2 separate regions of the Gossypium hirsutum genome follow, and region 2 is linked to region 1. A link is a contact called in public Hi-C data. All regions are on one chromosome and are shown on one strand. Each heading gives the region's core, a stretch centred on a gene start, on an enhancer-like site or on the middle of the called end of the contact. The rest is flanking DNA. Distances are from core to core; before and after follow the strand shown.

Region 1 (6,697 bases), core at 2,385-4,884:
TTCAGATTTGGGGTTTGCACAGGGCTTTGGGTTTAATTTGCCACCTCAACTTACAATTCCAGTTTTTACCTAAATAGTAAAATACCATTCCTGGTATGAAGAGGATCCAGTTGTTATTTGCTTTCAGTATCCTTTCTGTGAATAATAAGTACTACTCTATGGTGACAGATTTGAAGAACCAGAGGCACCTGGTTCTAGATCATTTTTTACAGAGATAATTGCCTCGATCTCAGATATTAAATTTGCAAAGGACGGAAGATATATGCTTAGCCGTGATTACATGACTCTTAAGGTTTGGCTTTGTTTCATTTTGTTTGTCCCCTTGTTTCCCCTTTGATATATATAATTATACTTTGCATTGCCTGAACGTCACATTATGCATGCAATTTTTCTTAAGCACACCATGAGGACTTTCTATGCTGTTGAATCCCTAATGTAATTATCCTTTGGCTCATCTTGCAAGACATTGACAGAATTTGATCATGAAGCTTTTAAAACCTTTCGCTGCAATTATCTGTCTTTAAAGATTCTTGTTTGCAAACGTTTAACACAAATTGATTAAAATTGAATACAACAATTGGTTTTGTTGGTATTTTGGCTAGGAATCAAATACTCAAATTTTGTTTATCTCGTAGAGAGCTTATCATGAAGACATGAAAAGGTGGGGTGAGAGTAAATGTTTTGGTAGCTTCTTCCATTCAGTATTTGAGCATGTATAGACAAGTTCACTGTTTTTAAAGTAAATTGCTGTATATGATTTTGTTCTCCATTCTCTATTTGAATCAATCACGTGCCATTTTGTTTCGATGTTTTGATCTTTGTATGTTGAATTCTCACCATATTTCCTACTTCCTTTCAGCTGTAAGACTTCTGATGGTGGTTTGAAACTTGATAATTGATTTTGTTCTTCATATCGTATATGTTTGATGTCTTGTTTAATGGGGATCTTAGGATTTATCATCTAACTTTGATTATGTATCACTTGGTTGTAGCTGTGGGACATCAATATGGATTCTGGTCCAGTTTCAACTTTCCAGGTTCATGAATATTTGAGACCTAAGGTATGATTTCTATCTTCTGAAACAGATCAAATTAGTCATATCTGGGTCGTGCCATGTCACTCAGAGCTGATTATCCCATTCTTTAATTGTTTCAGCTATGTGATTTGTACGAAAATGATTCTATCTTTGACAAATTTGAGTGTTGCCTAAGTGGTGATGGATTGCGTGTGGCAACAGGTTCCTACAGGTCTGTTCTGAACAAATCATTTAGTCTTTTGTTCTTCTTCTTCTTCTTCATCTTCTTCTTCTTCCATGTAACATAATATATGCAATTCCTCTGTGATTTCAGCAATCTATTCCGTGTATTTGGTTGTGCCCCTGGAAGCACAGAGGCAACTACTTTGGAAGCCAGCAAAAATCCAGTGAGGTAAAATATACACTCTAGCTGAGCAAAAGATAAGGAGTGTTGTGAAATGTGATTTATGGTTTCCATATTGATGTTAGATTGTTATTAGTCATAAACATCCATGTCTTTTCAGGAGACAGGTTCAGATGCCCTCAAGGCCCTCCAGATCCCTAAGCAGTATAACACGTGTTGTTAGACGAGGTAGTGATTTGGTGTTTGTTTGTTGCCTTCTATGACTTGTTAACTTTGCAGTTGTTTCTTTTATTTATTATTTTTTTTTTTTGGGTGGAGGGGGGGTGGGGGGCAGTGGTTATTGATTTGTACTGAAATGCTGCTATCTGGTTGAATTTGTTGTACCAGGGGCTGAAACCTCTGGAGTAGATGCAAATGGAAATTCTTTCGATTTCACAACAAAGTTGCTGCACCTAGCATGGCACCCAACCGAAAACTCAATAGCCTGTGCTGCTGCAAATAGCTTGTACATGTACTATGCATAAAAGATGGTCCAAGAAATGTATTTGCATGGTTAACTTTTTGTTGGGTTGCTGATGGCAAAAGCTCCTTTTTTCCTTTCCCCCAAAACTGGTGAGTTAAAGGTTACACATAGATTCTCACACTTTCAGATGCCCCTAAAACCCATAGCACATGCCATTGTATCAAAAGATCAAGAAATGGTTGCCACAGATCCATGAAGAAGCAACTTGTGTTTGTTCCTGGGTGGGGCAGCTGATTCCCTTTTTCTCTCCTCCCTCCCGAACCGCAAAAGATCCCTTATTCCTGTTCTCATCTTTTTTATCACCCCCTCATCCCCAATCTTCTAAAATAGAAGATGGGAGTATGTTTCTAGATTTGTGTTGGGTTGAAGTTACCAGAGAATGTGATTGTAACTATAGAATGTTCAGTATTTGCCACTAGGTTTTAAGGTAAAATGTTAGTCTTCCTTTTTTTTTATAATTTTTTAACTAAAAAATCTTGGTGGGGGAGAATCTGTTGATACTTTCAGTCTATCAATTTTTTTTATTGATTCTTTTCTCATGTTTTGGAACTTCATCTGTTTCTCCATTGATTTTTGTGACTAGGTTTTGCCCCAAATGACACTGGAATTTTGACTCCAAATACCCAACTTTAAAAAGACGAAGATCTGTATACAAAGAATGGGTTGTCGATGTTGGGATTTAGATTTTAGACTTGTTGGATGTTATTATATCTCGAATTGTCCTTTAACCCCCACTTTATTTACAATACTTTGTTGTACCATGTAATCACCATTAGCTCAAGGAAAGTTAAGTTTTGGTTCTCATTGAAATTCAATTATAAACCCACTTCAGATTTGATTAGAATCAGTTGCTTAATCATGCACTAAGCTTTGAAAACAAGTATTACCTTCTCCAAGCAAAGAAAACCCTGTTGTAATAACCACAAGTAGTTTCCAGTAATGCTCAAACTCCCTAGTGGGATGTTATCGATCTTGTTGCATAATGCTTGCATGGCAGCACCAAATATCCAATTCCTTGCCTTATTGATTATATTTGCTTGTAGAGATTTGGATCATATAATTAGCTGTTATAAGTAAAAATGACTAAGCTTTTTACCTAATCTTTCACCTTAGAAAAGTAGGTCAACCAATTATTAACGTGTTTATGTGTTAATAGTTATAATTCAAATATTTTCAATTTCATTACCAATGTTAATAAATTTAAATATTTTGGTCATTTCTCCATTAAACAGTCAACAGAAAGATGATGTGGTCTTCTAATTGATATAATGATAAATTTAGCTCTTAATATTTACATATTTTGTCAATTGAATTCTAAGTTTGAGAAGTTTAGCGCTCAATGTTTACATATTTTATCAATTTAATTTTTATTATTAAAATCAAAAAAAATAAAAAATTAAAAACTGATTAAAAATACAAAATATATACAAAATGAGAAAAATGCATAAATATTATTTTAAAAAATTAAAGTTTCTGTTCTGGCTTTTCATTAATTAATGATAAGAACACTCTGTATTGAAGGAAGTATTTGGGCTTGCGTTAGGGAAGGAAAACAAGAGTTTACGGGGGTATTTCAACACTGCTCTAAAACATTATAGTTGGTTAGATTTGTGGAAAACAAAAATAAACTAAAATAAGAAGATCAGACACTGGTTGAGTTGTTGGGGAATTACTACTGTTCCTAATAATATCTCTATCATGCTCTTGATTGTGGGGGCTTCAACAGTTGCAACCCAAGCTATTGTTTTGAGGGCCCAAGGGTGTTGAGAACAGCTACAATTCCATTTTGTTATCAGTTGAACTACTAACACATGGGGTTTTTTTATTTAATTGTGCTACTGACAGAGAGGTATTTATGGCACCCATGTTTCATCACACCATTCAATTCCTTAACACTTCACCTAAACCCATCACCTTCATTATTTCCTTCATCTTCCTTGGATTTGTCTTGTGCTACTTCATACTTTTGGGTAAATTATATTACTTATAAATTTATCAAATTCAAAAGGTATTTGAAAGTTTTTGTTTAAGTTATTAGGCTGTTAAAATCGTCACTTTATGGTCTTCTCTATTTGTATTGCCGACACCAATTAAAAGCTCTCATATCCTCCTCTACAGTTTAACTTTTTTTTTATGAAATAGTTTTCAATATCACGAATCTGTAAATCAAAACCTGAACAACTTTATTCTTCAATCTCCAACAGTAATCATCAAATTAACTTGAATCATTGCTACATTGTTCTACTCATCAATAGATATTGTTCCATGTTATTGTTTGTCAAATCGTCACTTAGAGCTCATCAACCATACTTTTAAAAGAAAGAAAGAGAAAAAAAGAATAACCTAATGACTTAAATGAAAACTTCTGAATAGTTCAATAACTATTTTGTAGCTATTTCATAACTTTCTAAAGTTGAGTAACCAATATATAAACATACTAATAATTTAGTAACATGTACATATGTTTATCTTGAATTTCTTTAAACAATCTTTTTAGAAATTCCATAAAAGAAATATGATGCTCGTAAATTTTGATTTGACATTTTAGCAAATTTTAGTAGCCAAATGGAATTTTTGGTCTTTGAAGTACACGCAAATGGAGGACACAGTCGTGCATTCAAAGCTTATTTTAATGGGTTTAAGGCATCGAATCTGCATATGACGATTGAAAACATCTTTTACAATATATATAAAATATAAAAATGGAGCAAAATACCCACTAAGACTACTCAAATCAGTCGCTGCTCATTTTTTTAGGGTTTGCAAACATAATTTTCCCCTCAAAATAACACCTTTTCTTTTTCTTTTTTATATTATCCTTCATATTAATACTACTTTCATTATTAATTTGTTCTTAAAAATGAAATAAATTAAAATATTGGATTATATAAATTTTTAACGTAATATTTGTGTATAAATGCTCGTGTAAATAAATATCTGAAGTTCAAAAACTTTTTTAAAATATTTTAACTGTTATGAATATCTTATTAAGTAGATGTCTACTTTAAATTCTAATAGTTATTAGAATTAGATCTCTACTTCTTCTATACTTCTTATGCCTATAAATAGAGACTATGATGAAACATTGTAATCACCCCTTTTGATCAATAAAATACATTCTCTGTTGCTTTCATGTTTTTTTTGTTCTTTATTTTCCCTATCTCTCTTTATTTTATAACACATTATCAGCATGATCTTGCTTAAAGTGATAGTTCCTTTTATCGACGATCAAATTTATTCTCCATGATTTTCAATTTCTTTGACAGCAAGATGCAAAGTTTTTACAAGAAGTTTCTTTTATTTAATGTTTCATATCTGATTATTAATTTTCATTCTTCTTTTATTATATGTTATCATTGTTTTGATTAACTTATTTTACTTTTTGTTCTTAAGGATGATGAAATATTTGATACTGTTATCTATATGAAATCAAGAATATTTTCGAATTATCTCATACCTTCTAGTGATGACGATGATGTTAAAGATCTTCAAGTATATTTTACTATGTTTTATTTATTGTTTATTATAATTGGAGACTAATCATGACAACATGCATAGATAGATTTTGATTTGAAATCTCACGCATGTTTGCGATGGTGATTATGAAATAAAGAATCTATTGGGATGTTTATAAGTCCGTCCTACTAGATTTGTTGCATTCTCCGAAGTGAATGTAAACATAAAGAAAATAAAAGATTTACTCATGGACCACTAAAAGTGGGAACATGGTAATAAATAAGAGAATAATGAGAGTTCTCAAGATAACTCTTCAAAGGATAAAGATAACTTATGTTATCAATGTGACATGAAAAGATTATTAGCCACATATGTGGCGTATGGCCAAATATTTTGTTTCTGTTAATATTTTTTGAGGAATGATATGAAAATGTAGTAATGAATTCTATCATTACAGATAGAAAATATTTATCTTATTTGGTACTAAAAAAACAAATATTATTCCAATATTTGAGAATACAAAATTAGTTGAAAGCTGTAATATCCCGAAAATTACTACTGTAATACCCCAAAAATTACTACAGTAAGAAAGTACGTATCCTTGATAGTAAAATAAGGAAATAAAGTGACAAAAAGGGAAATTTTTGAGTTATGGCAACATTGAGAATTATATTATGACATATTAATTCAAGAAAGGATTAAATTTTAAAAGTGAGAAAAGTTTTGTTGCCCAAGAGTAAATACTCAAAATTTGAGGGATTAAAGTATAAATACAAAAAAGTTGAAGGACCAATAATGTAAATATTTTAAGGGTGGAATAATCTAGAAACTAAGGAAAATGGATGAATTAGGACCAAATTGAAAAGGTGAAGAATTTTGAGGGACTAAATCACAATTTTACCAAATTAAGTGATGACTCAAGGATGAAATTTTTAAAGATTATAAAAGGAAAAATGGTCAATTAGAAGAGAGAGAAATCTAGAAGATAATGATGATGTTGGAGATATTTTATATGAATTAATTAAATAAATATTAGTTTATTAATATTTTAATTTGATTTTTAAATGATATTTTATTATTTTATTAGTATTTTATTTAGTATATATAAGAAAAGAAAGATGAGGAATCATCCATTCCACCATATTTCCATGCAACTAACGTGAGAAGAGAGGAGAAGAAAGAAAGTTTTACTTTCTTTACAATTTGGTCCTTCCACCAAAAATTTACCATTTTCACCTAGAAATCAAAAGAATTTCCATAGCTTCCAAGAGAGAAGAATAACAAGGAGACAATAGGGAGCTAGAATATCAAGTTAGATTCAAGAAATAGAAGATGGAG
Region 2 (6,697 bases), core at 1,098-3,597, 38 kb after region 1:
TTTTTCGCCGAAACGGCACAAAATGGCTTATGGAATGGGAGGGCTTTTTCAGCAACCAGTTATGTCCCGTTCATTTTAAAATTATATTTTAATAGGTTGTTTTCTTGAAATATTAAGTTACATTATTTTATTATTTTAGTTATTAAAACTTTAAAAAAATTAAAAAGTGAATCATTTTTGGGAGATGTACTAGTTTTTGTATTATCCAATGCAACATTATTTAGCAAAATAAGTCCAATCCACATGGCATTTTGTTATAAAAATAAAATAATTTTTTATTTAAAAATATCATTATTTTTAACTATAATTTCAAAATGGCATTCAAGTCATTTCTTACTCTCAACTTCCATATACATGCTCAAATTTATAAAATGAAATATTCTCATAATAGTCCCTCAAGTTTATCATACTTCTATACTAATCCTGGACTTGATAATTTCCCCATCTTCTTCCCACCAGCTCGAAAATTGCTTGGTAGCACACAAAGGAGGGTGAATTTTGTTACTAGTGATACTGTTTTAACTTTGTATTTATAATCATTTAAATCTGAGTCAAGTCGCTAATTGGATCACAGCGGTCAAAGAGTTGAAACATTATAACAAATTCTCACAAAAATCAGAGGCCCCGCACCAATCGTCACCGAACGTTATATTTCAGCCTACAACTTTGAAAACAAATGTTTCATAAGCTTGAAGTGGCATGCAGTGTTAACCAACAAACATTTTAGGCTCTTCTTGAATCATCTAAGAAGGAAATACCACTATATTGTTTCTAAAATTCAATCAGTTTAAAGCACACCGAATGCAAGTGATGATGATGATGATGTATAAAAGGTACATTGAAACAGTACGAGCCTTATACACGCAGATGTGTGCACCTAAAACCGAAAACAGGAGGAGGAAAAAAGATCCCAGTTAAAAGAACAACACATGAGTGAGTCGATGAAATGAATTGTCAATTCAAAATAAAAGAACAGCAGTACTTGTTGGCTAATAAGCACGGCAGGTTAGGATTTTATTAAAGTCAGGTCGAGATTACCTCCTCCAGACAGTTTAACGATGTCTTCCTCCTGCTGTGGAATAGGCTTATCGTCATCAAATTCAATCCACTTCCCTGTGATTAGGGACAATTATTACATATAGTACAACCATAAATACATAAACCAAATGGCATAGAAATAGAGTCCCAATAAAACTATTTCCAGAAAACTGACCATTTGTGGGTCAGCACAGCAACCAAATCATAAATCCCAGTTAAACTTGTTTCCTTGTCAGAGGAACCGCTAAAAAAACAAAGTGAGAAGTCAGTCTGTCAACTATTTTCTAAAGTATCTCATTTATTATTGGAGGAATATAATTGTATCTTTACAGAGAATAGCTATGGTGCACAATTTCAAAGTAGTTATTCAAGAGCTTCCCTATTAAGGAAATTGCCCTGTAAAATGGGCTTTAGAAACTCAAATAATCTCAAATTTAATCATCAGATACTAAGTAAAAGAGGAAATCTATTTTCATCGTAGCATATATAAGCATCTGGACCAGGGAGTAAACCGCAAACACAGACAGGTCAGGCAGACAAAAGATCAGGTCATAAAGAGTCTTTTACCTTCCTGAGATGTAGTAGCAGATGATTCTCCACCTGCATTTGATGACCCCTGCATGCATAAGATAAAAAGAACCATTCAAGCACAACTATGAAGGACTGACATTTGTGTTTGCGCTTATAGCTAAATCATGTGATCTCACACCTCTGCATCAGTCATCTTGGCATCACCATCTTTTGAGCCAGAGCTCTTCTCATTAGCTTTCAAACCAAGCTTTTTACCTTCATCATCCCTCAGAAGCTAAAAGTTGCATACCAAGTGAAAGTTGGTCAATGATTGCAAAATTGAAATTCAGAATTTCATCCAGATAAGGCAAAAATGACTACCTGGCGAGGACCTTCCAATAGTTTGCGAAGTTCATCTGAACACAAATCATAAACATCCAACTCCAGTGGATAATCCACTTTCTGAAAAAGGGAAAGACATCATTTAATAAGTGTCCCACGATAAGATTAAAGGTGTGAGGTGTCTAAAGGTATGTTCATCTATTTCAAAGTTATTAAAAAAACATATTATAAGCGTCACAAAACTACCAATAATTGCATATAACATATAATAAGAGATTAAAACTTAGTAACACAAAGAAATATATTTATACTCTCTGAGTTGAATTGAGGTGTTAATATTTTTCTATTAACTGCTTGAATTTTTGAAGATACACATTTGTAAACACTTTACAGAAAAGAAACGATATCATAACAGCATGAACAGTACTTTCTAATATTAAATCAAAAAAGATTTTTTATATATATTTTATAATAGTAGACCTGCCATGTAGTGCAGGTGCTTTTTCTAGAACTTAGATATAATAAGGGTCTCAATTTTTTTAGCCTTTACTAAGTCATCCCCAGCTGGTTAAACAAAAATAATTAATTATTTGTGAAAACATGCATGCAATATCTTAGCCTTTTGATTCGACTCCCTCTTCCAGAAAAAAACGCACGAACTGAATAGTCAAGTACCTTCAGAATTCATACAAAAACAAAGGAGTTGTCAAACAATTTTCTCTTCAAAAAGATGGGTGGAAACATGGAAGTTATGAAACATCAAAACAGAAAATGGCATCTACATCAGTGAAAGAAATGCCACATGATATTTTAGCAGACTATGGTACAAAAGTACAAAATATGAATATGTGTGTATATATATATATATAGAGAGAGAGAGAGAGAGAGAGAGGACAATAAAGAAGCCATTACCTTGGCAAACCATTAATCTGGGACTCCTTGAAGTAATTGCACTGTGCCCCAGGGCAGGAGAAGCTTTTTCCAATTCTGATTTCAAACCCTAATTATAAAGGCCTTATTAATCATGTCCACTATGGCACTATCAATGGATTAAGAACAATTTTCTTCATCTCATTAATGATGAAGCTATTAAAGGGTGAACAATAAAAGAAACTAAAATTGATTTGTAGTTTGACATGCATGGCAAAGCGGCTAGGATAAACCCCTCACTGGAGAAAGGTTAAATAATTCCAATATTGTAAATTTGTTATTTGTTTTATTATTATTATTAATTTTAAAAAGCTAAACCAATGCAGATTAGAAATCCAATCAGCAGCAAGAGCATTGAACATAATATCCGTCCCAAAATTTGGGCACAAAGTTGACAAGTGAGACTATCAAAAGAAAAACATTGCATGCAGGAATCAATATACTTAATCATATATAGAATAGGGAAGAAGATAGTTGATATAACTTACATGTTTTAGACCTTCGTGCAAATGGTTCACTTCCTGCGAAATATGGCATTTTAGAGAATAAATTGATTCTGTCTCAAAATTTCTTCACTGCTCTCTTGGCAATGAATCCTAGTGGTTGCACAGAGGTTCATAATACAAAAGGGTAAATTGTCAAGTACACATAAGATAGAAATGTGCAGAAGAAAATTTGTGAATTGTACAATGCATTTGTAATAGCTCGATTTTCAATGATGTCGGAAACAGTGATTCGAGACTACCAAATCTAGCGAGTAAACTCGTAAATTTTATTATTTAATATTTACGAGTCAAATATCGATTTAAAAAAAAGTTTTTGAATTGATAATTTGTATTTTATAATAATTTATTAGGTCAAGTGGTTTTAGAAAATGAGGTATCGAGACCTCGTTTCCATAAATCGAGCCGTAAATATTTTTATAAATATTTATGGAGTGTTAATAAGCCGGTATTAAAGTTTCTTTGAAAAATTTTAACGTTTTGATAGTTAATTAATTAAAAATGACTAAATTGAAAAAGGTGCAAAACTTGCTAATTATAATAATTAAGTGATTAAATAGCATGAGTAATAAATAAAGAAAGACCTAAATAGCAATTATGCCTAAATGAAAAGTTGAGGCGGCATATTTTCAGTTCAAACAGACCCTAAGAGAGCTCCTTCAGCTGGTTTTGCATATTTGCTTCATGTGAGTTCAATTCTTACCCGTTTCTTGTAATTTTTATGTTTTTAAAATTGTTACAATTAGATCCAACTAAACCTTACCTTAGTTTTTTATTGTATTAAAAATTTTGGAAGTTTTCATTGATAAATATTATATGTTTTTGATGAATAACATGGATTTAGAGCTTTGATTATATTGTATGATGATTTTATAAAGTGATTTTGTTAAATATTGATTTTAGGATTAAATTGTTGAAATAATAAAAATACAAGGGTTTGTTGTGAAATTATTACAAAAATGAACTGTATTGAATGTCACTAATATTCAACTAGCTTGGATTTGTATTAAAAATGGTTAATTTGCATGTTTTGGGTTCATGGACTAAATTGAATAAAAGTAAAACTTTAGGGGTAATTTTATAAAAATGTCAAAAATAACCAAATTACATGAAATGAAATTGTTTTATTGTTTAAATTAATATATTGAATGAAATTATTAATTTAGATCAAAATCGGGTGAAAAATCGAGGCAAATATAAAATTACCAAAATGCCCTTGAACTTTAGTATTTCTGCAATTTAGCCAGTTAAGTTCGTGTAACTAAATTGTACATTTATATGTTTTAAATTGAATATTATTATGTGTGATTTGTATGTTTGCCATGAATATTATTAATCACATATCCGACAAATAACGAGACTCGTTTGAACCTTAGAAAATCGATGGATACAAATGACATGTCATTAAGGGTTCCCGATTGATTGTGATCCTGCATGTGTTGCGGACCCACCACAGCTCTTATGAGCGTTCCGATATTTGGTTCTCACGAGCTTCCCGATACTTGGCTCTCACGAGCTTCCCAACACTTGGATCTCATGAGCTTATCGATTAATGGCTCTCTTGAGCTTCCCATTATATGGCTATCACGAGCTTTCCAATATATGGCTCTCATGAGCTTCTCGATATTTGGCTCGCATGAGCTTCCTGTTTATGGCTCGTATAAGCTTCCAGATAATTGGCTCGCAAGAGCTTCCTGTTATACAGCTCACATGAGCTTCCCGTTACATGGCTCGGAAGAGCTTCCTGATTACATGCTCGTATGGGCATACCTGTATATGAATTGACGGATTACAGATTTGTACACTTCGTGTGTACTACCCGTGTATCCAACGATATTCTGATGGTTTAATGGGCAATGTTCTATTACAAGACGATATGAGTTCGATACAAACTAATACTGGTATATACATGAAATATGTAGAAATGATAGTACATGATATATTGATATATTGAAATGGATGGTATATGTATATGAAGAAACAGAAAAAGGATGATATGTATCATGACATGTACATAAGTGAATATCTTTGATATGTTGATATAAGGAAATTAAATTAGTTGAGATGAGTAATAAACTCAAGTGTGACATGTTGAGAAAATAAGTTTATTAATGTTGAATTTATATGAAATATGTTCAAGTACACTAATAAGTGTTGTTGTTTGATGCTTAGGCAAGTGCCAAGCTATTGGTTGAATGGTAATATGTTTATTTATGCATTGAAAGGGTAAGTACTCAAGTGAAAATATGCTAGTCCTCATGAAAGAGTGGTAAGGTTTAAGTTATACAATTTCTTATGAAATGACTTATCAAGTGATTAATTAAAAAAAAAACTATGCTTAAATGCATTAGCTTGTGGCTATGGTTGAATGATATGTTTATGACTGGTATGTTATGCATATGGAATGAGTGTGGAAAGTAAAGAAATGCAAATGAAAATAAAGAAATTTGGAAGAGTTAAAGTTGTTTAAAATCCTTTATGTTAGGAATAATATGTATAAGTGATGCTATGGATTTATTCACCTTGTGAGTTATTGAATATAACTTCACGAGTATTACGGTATCAATATTGGATAATTCTTGATATGTATAAACTTTATTTTTGAAATGAATTGATATGATTAAAGTTTATACGAGCTTACTAAGCATTCATTGCTTACGTAGTTGTTTTCCTTTACTTTCCAGATTATCAGAAGCTTGATCGGGTTAAAAGCTTGTCGGAGATACATCACACTATCCATCATTTCTATTGGTACTTTCGGATGTTTTGATTTTGGTTATAATGGCATGTATAGATAACCCGGTTAATGTTGGCCTATATGTATTTTGTTGAGATTAGTCACTTATTCGGCTTGTGCTTTGGCACATTTTGATTTGTGCATATTTGTCTTATATGGTGGATGTATAGTTTGGTTTATGGTTCTATGGTGAAAAGTAAAATGTTAGCTAAATGTGCATTTTATACATGTGATTTGGAATGTGATGAATTTATCATAAAAAGATACTTTAATATGTAAGGTATATATATATCTAAATATGTTAGTATTTGAAATACATTTTGGCACCAAATGGTATATTTTGGTAGGTAAGTGAAATGATTTGAAATAAAGCAAATTAGCTTGGTAAACCTTGGGTACAAAAATGCATATAAGTTAGTTATACATATGAATATATTGAATGCATGAATACACTTATTTTGGCTTGTTTTGGATGCCTAAGTACGGCTTGTTGATACACGTAATGTTGATTGTAGGTTGACACCAAATTGGGTGAGAAATGTGGCTTGTAAAATAGCCTATTTTCGTCCACACGGGTAGAGACAGGTAACATGGCCGTATCTCCTGTATCTTTTAAAAGAATGCAAGTCAGTGAGTT

What was found. A called contact is a pair of places that touch in the nucleus more often than the background predicts.
Region 2: a Hi-C map of leaf shows a contact between it and region 1, with 4 times the contacts expected there. The contact joins two enhancer-like sites. A contact is called at or near these places in 9 of 34 Hi-C or Micro-C datasets (callus, leaf and seedling).

What each region holds. Positions count from the first base shown.
Region 1 is chrD10:6,411,992-6,418,688 of Gossypium_hirsutum_v2.1, forward strand. LOC107916351 (serine/threonine protein phosphatase 2A 55 kDa regulatory subunit B beta isoform) reads left to right here. Exons shown (of 15, transcript XR_005919583.1): 9 at 169-292; 10 at 993-1,061; 11 at 1,157-1,248; 12 at 1,351-1,428; 13 at 1,541-1,608; 14 at 1,768-1,992; 15 at 2,487-2,707. Among protein-coding and RNA genes, the nearest start is that of LOC107916351, 9.2 kb to the left of the region's middle. Within about 2 kb of position 3,635, at least 5 of the 9 cell types and tissues checked have an H3K27ac peak or open chromatin away from gene starts, as enhancers often do.
Region 2 is chrD10:6,451,549-6,458,245 of Gossypium_hirsutum_v2.1, forward strand. LOC107915674 (ubiquitin carboxyl-terminal hydrolase 6) reads right to left here. Exons shown (of 21, transcript XM_041103216.1): 10 at 3,391-3,416; 11 at 3,309-3,388; 12 at 2,842-2,890; 13 at 2,803-2,839; 14 at 2,541-2,565; 15 at 2,495-2,539; 16 at 1,930-2,010; 17 at 1,748-1,843; 18 at 1,603-1,654; 19 at 1,164-1,280; 20 at 1,039-1,113; 21 at 322-877. The coding sequence ends at 783. Among protein-coding and RNA genes, the nearest start is that of LOC107916350, 29 kb to the left of the region's middle. Within about 2 kb of position 2,348, at least 1 of the 9 cell types and tissues checked has an H3K27ac peak or open chromatin away from gene starts, as enhancers often do.